Linked DNA regions of Athene noctua: region 2 is linked to region 1. Evidence: chromatin contacts called from public Hi-C data. All regions are on one chromosome and are shown on one strand. The core of a region is the stretch at or near the end of the contact, and the rest is flanking DNA. Distances in the headings are between cores, read along the strand shown.

Region 1 (2,700 bases), core at 6-2,505:
CAGTTAGCATAGCAGTTGTGTCCAATTTGGCTTTAATTATCCAAACTATTCCTTGTTTTCAAGGCTCTACTCTAAAAGCAAGTGGCTGCAAGCCCAGCTTTGAGGTCTGAACAACTACTGAAGATGTTGCAACAGACAGAGCTAGAAAATGACAAGTGAAAGGGTTTATCACAGTATTCAATTCTGGCCTTACTCTCCAACAACCTATCACATAGACTTTGATTATGTTTACATCTATGATGGCATCTTTATACTGCAAAATCTTACAGAACTGTATGTTATGGAAAGGGGAGAAAACCCAAATTGTTTCAAGAAGCGCTGTTTCGAGCAAAGTTACAAAGAAGATAATTGAATACTATTCCATTGCTTCTCATCTCCTCCACCTAGCCAGCAATACTAGCTCTGCTTGCCTTTTTGACTCCTCACTTCTCTTTGATGCTTCCTGTAAAGCACTGACACACCCTGTCAGCACCTGCACTCCAACTTACTCCTTCGGATGTTTTTCTACCAGTAGTAATTAGACACCCATGCCAACATAGGGACGTATGAACATATTCACGGAGCTTTTTCCTCTAAGTCTCTCTCGCAATCAGTTCTTACTGATTAAGACAACAGGACCCAACTTGACCCTCAAAAAAGCACAATCTCCAGTCAACGAAACGTGCAGCTTCTCCCGAAGGACGTGCACTGCAACTTTCCTTCTGAATTCAGTTAACCGTAACGAGCAGCGTCTAAGTTCCCTCGCCTAGATTTCACCTACGTTTCGAGCCGCCACCTCCACGGCACGGAGGGTAACTGAACGCCGGCTGTGCCGCCAGCCCAGGCAGCGAAGGGAGGGGCAGGGCGCTGCGGTGCTCACGCGAACAGGCAGAAACACCCGCCCGGGCCCGGAGAACCGCCACCGCCGGCAGCTGCGCCCCTCCCGCCCCAGCGGCTCGGCCCCGGCGCCGCCGCCCCGCTGCCCAGGAGGCGACCGCCCGGCCGCGGGCCCTGCTCCCCGGGAGGGGAGGAGGAAGAGGAGGATCCCCCCAGCCCGCCCCGCCCCCGGTTCCTACCGTAGGTCTCAGACATGGCAGTCTGCGACATTTCGGGGGGCGGTGAGCACCACCCCCGCTCCCCTCCCCGCCTCCTTCCCTGCCCGGGGATGGTGCTGACGGCCGGAGGCTCGCGGGCCGGCCGGGAAGCGGACAAGCCACCGGCGCGCCGGCCCGCCTCAGCCCCACCACCCGCCGCCGCAGCTGCGCACGCGCGCCCGGGCCGCCTCGCCCTCCGCCGCCGCCGGGAGGGGAGGGGGCGCGCGAGCCCCGCCTCTCCGCGCAGGCGCGGCGCCCTCGCGGCCGGCGGCCCCGCCTCCGCCCGGGGCCCGTCACCAAAACAAGGCGCACGTGCGGGGCGGCGCCGCCGGCGCGGACCACGTGACGCCCCCCCGGGCTGCGGCGGGAGCGGCCTGCGAGGGGCCTGCGAGGGGCCTGCGAGGGGCCTGCGAGGGGCCTGCGAGGGGCCTGCGAGGGGCCTGCGAGGGGCCTGCGAGGGGCCGGGGGGCCGCGGCGGGAGCGTCCGTGTTGGCACGCCCCTCGCCGGCCAAGCGCGCCCCGTGCCGCCGCGCTGCGGGCGGCGGCAGCCGCGGACGGTGTTCGTGTGAAGAAGAAGTTCCCCTCCGCTCCTCCTGGTAAACGCAGCAGCTGGGGAGGCTGCAGCGGGGAGCGCGGTGCTCCCGCCCAGGCAGGAAGAGTCCCTCAGTTCGGGCACATTTTAATTGTCTCGAATCCGAGCTGATTTCGGTTGACTTCCCTGCTAGTGAGCACGAAAACTTTTCCCTGGTGCAGAACCTCCTTGTAACAGTCCCTCCTGTAAACTCTATCCCGCTGTTCAGCTTTAGTCATAAAATGCCTACCCCAGATTCTCTGAAATACCATCCAACACCCTCCACCAACTGCCAGCATTTCAGCCAAAGACCGAGCCTTTCGCTGCAAATCTGTTGGAGGGACATGGTATATATATAAGCTAACAGGCAGGGATTCGGGGTGTTTTTTGCAGAGCTCCCAATTTCACCGGCGCTTTTCTCACCTCCAAAATAAACTTCAGGGAAAGGCAGGTTGTTGACTTCCTAGGTGCAATAGCACCTCATTTACATTATTCTTTATTTAATTTGTTATTAACTCCCCTGTGAGCCTGGTTAGTCTGGCATCAAGGGGCACTAAGACTCCACCACAAAAGCCTGTCCATCTTTTCCCTCCCCAGACAGTATTTTGTGTGTTTCCTCCACATTCTCCTTTCTGCTAGTCCTTTTGAAAATCCCTCTTCTGTTATTTCTGGCTTTTTAATCTTTTTGCTCACAACTGCCCATTCTTTCCACTTCTCAATCATCTCCCAAACTGTAGGAAAAAATGTCTCTGCCTGTCTCAGCCACCTCCTTACTGAGTCTTTTGCTGGTCAAAGGTCAGCTTTAAAGTTCCAGTCTCTAATCAGTGAAACAGTACACATTGAGCCCCAAGAACCCCTCAGAATCTGCTGATTATTCTTGATGTTGTGCATACATATAGACAAAGGAACTTGCTACAGTTTTCAAAGAATCAACTACTTAATGAGTTCATACTATTAACAGTAATTAGAGGTTATATACACAGGTTCCCAAAGTTATCATAGCCCTGATGCACAGAGGATATTGAGATCTAAAATGTCATATGTGAGCATTTCTCT
Region 2 (2,700 bases), core at 145-2,644, 250 kb after region 1:
ACTCTCTCGCCGTCTCTAGAAGGCTGGTGAAGAAGACGTGGCAGAGCTTGTGGATGTAGAGCAGCGTGGCGCCCTCGATGCGCAGCTGTCGGATGGCCGTCTGCACCGCAGCTGCTCGGTTCTTCAGGAAGAGCTCACACGCCTTGGTGGACTGGCCCAAGCGAATGAGCTGGGACACGGCTCGGCGGGTGGCCCGCGGCCCTCCCCGCAGTGAGCGGTCTGGAGACAGCTCAAACACCAGCACATCTGTAAGCTGCCGGACCCGCTCATCCACCTTGGCCCGCAGCTCCTTCACGGGCTGGCTCACAGGTTTGTCCCCCAGGTACTCGTTGAGTTTATCCAAGAGGTCCACCGCCCCCTCGAAGTCCCGCTGAGCAATGCAGACGTCCAGGTCCTCAGGCAGCTCCTGGATCCACTCGAGTGAGAGGTCGACCACCTCCTCCTCAGCAGAGGGCTCTTCCTCCTCCTCCTCCTCCTCCTCAAAGGGGTTGGTGGATTCAGGGGGCGTCGGGGCAGACCGGGGCAGCGCCTCCTGCTCTAGGCGTCGCTTCTCGCTGAGGGCCCGGTTGCGCTTAGTCTCCTCCAGAACCTCCAGCCACTCCTTCTTGATCTTGGCGTTCTCAGCCTGGAAGATGCGGCTCTCGGGGAACATGAGCAACTTGAACATGTCCTTCATGGGCGGGTTGTCCTTGACGTTGACCACAGCCAGCCCGTCGAGGGGGTAGAGGGCATCGTAGCGGTAGGCGCCGCGGCGGTTGGGCAGGGCGGTGGCCACGAGCAGGCAGTCGTTCATGAGGAAGGCATGGACCCGCTGGATCTGCGCCATGTGGTCGGCATCGTACTCCACCAGGTCGCCGTTGTAGACCAGGTACTTGCCGGGGCTCTCGGGCAGGAGGTCGCGGCAGCCCTCCACCTTCTCCAGGAGGGTGGTGAGCGTGCGCTGCCGCCCCTCCTCGCTGGCCGCTGCCTCCTTGGCCGACAGCGGCAGGAAGGGGTCAGCGGCGGCGGCGCGGCGGGCGCCCAGGGCGGGGTCGTCGCGGTCGGCCTGGAGGAGCAGGGCCTGGGTGACGGCCTCCATGATGCCCTTCTGCTCGGTGAGGATGTGGCTGAGCTGGTACATCTCGCTCTCCAGGTAGCTGATCTCCCGCGCCGTCTCGATGAACTGCCGGTAGTTCTGGTAGACGTTGCGTTTCAGGCTCTGGGCCGTCTCCTCGCTCAGCGCCTGGATGCGCTGCCGGTGCTCCTGCAGGTCCCGGTCCCCGTCCGACTGCTGCGACAGCTGCTTCACGTACTCCCCCGCCGCGAAGCCCCCCGACTCCAGCTGCCGCCGCAGCCGGCTCCCGCCGCCTTCCCCCAGCGACAGCGCCATCGCAGCCCCGCTGCCCGGCACCCACCTGCCCGCCGCCGCCGCCGCCGCCGGGGGGACGGCCGCCGCGCCTGCGCACAGCGGTACGTACGCCGCCTGCGCCAGCATCGCCGCGCCGATCGCGCATGCGCGGGCGCCCCGCCGGAAAGCAACTGCCCGGAGCGACGCGAGGCCGCCGCGCGGGGAGGTGCCGGTCTGGGCCGGGGCGGGGCGGGGCCGCGCGCATGCGCCGGAGGGGGACGGAGCGCCAGAGGCCGTTCGGCGCATGCGTAGTCGGAGGAGTGGGGAGGCGGGCGGTGCTGCGTGTCGCGCAGAGCGCATGCGCCGGCGGCTGGCGGGGCTGGCGGGGCCGCGTCGCTGAGCGGGATGGATCGGGACTTCGTGCTGGCGCTGCAGCTCCAGGAGCTGTGGGAAGCGGAGGATGAGGAGGCGGCAGCAGCAGCAGCAGCAGCGTGCCCTGAGGCCTCGCCCGACCCCTCGCCCCTCCGCCCGCTGTCGGTGGTGGATGAGGCCTGGGAGCTGCTGGACCCCAGCCCCGACGTGCACGGCCTCTTCGTGCAGTTCAACGAGACGCTTTTCTGGGGGCGGCTGGCCGCCGTGGAGGTGTCGTGGAGCCCGCGCATGACCCTGTACGCCATCGCGGGGGTGCGCCGGGCCGGCTGGTTGGGCAGCCCGGCGCGGGGAGGGGGTCGGGCAGCAGCTGGGGTGCTGGTCAGGGCTGTTGGGAGAGGCCGTGCCCATCAAATAAGCGGCAGCTTAGCTCATCGTATAGCTGTGGGTCTCGGACAGGGGGAGGGAACTGCCATGTGTCGCTATATGCTGCTCCTGACTAGCTTGATGTACTAGTGCCACCGCTTCTTCATAGTAGTGCCACTGTCTCTTCCAGATACTTGAGTGTCCTGGTTTTCTAGCAAAGTTTGTACCCCAGGACGTGGGTTGGTCACTGCCATTGTCTGGTTTGTCCTTCACTTGTCGTCCTTGACAACCATAAATGGCTTTTCCCGTGGTGCAGGCAAAGCTGGAGGGATGTTAAAGGGCAATAAATTATTTGGTCTTAAACTGTGTATGTTGAAACTTAAAAGAACATACTTGTATTGCTGTCATTTTTCTTGTTCTCAGTTTGTAAGATAGTTTTACAGCGTGGCAGAGAGACAAATACGAAATGATAGTGGTATATTAACAGACAGAGTAAGAAGGGAAATATAGAGGACATTTGAGATTTAAAAAAAAAAAGCGGCTTTGAAGTGCAGGCTGCAGTTCTGCAGCAGCCCAGCTGATGCAATTGCTGGCTGTTGGGAATCCTGCCCCCTTTTGTCATCTGCTGGTTGCAGTGC

Evidence for each region. A called contact is a pair of places that touch in the nucleus more often than the background predicts.
Region 2: a Hi-C map of heart shows a contact between it and region 1, with 7 times the contacts expected there. The contact joins the promoter of EXOC8 here to the promoter of RAB4A in region 1. A contact is called at or near these places in 2 of 2 Hi-C or Micro-C datasets (heart and liver).

The regions. Positions count from the first base shown.
Region 1 is chr1:83,185,684-83,188,383 of bAthNoc1.hap1.1, forward strand. RAB4A (RAB4A, member RAS oncogene family) reads right to left here and starts at 1,256. Exons shown (of 8, transcript XM_074896730.1): 1 at 1,056-1,256.
Region 2 is chr1:83,433,116-83,435,815 of bAthNoc1.hap1.1, forward strand. It overlaps EXOC8 (exocyst complex component 8), which reads right to left and starts at 1,395. Exons shown (of 3, transcript XM_074896732.1): 1 at 1-1,395. The coding sequence starts at 1,369. It overlaps SPRTN (SprT-like N-terminal domain), which reads left to right and starts at 1,687. Exons shown (of 5, transcript XM_074896733.1): 1 at 1,687-1,995. The coding sequence starts at 1,733.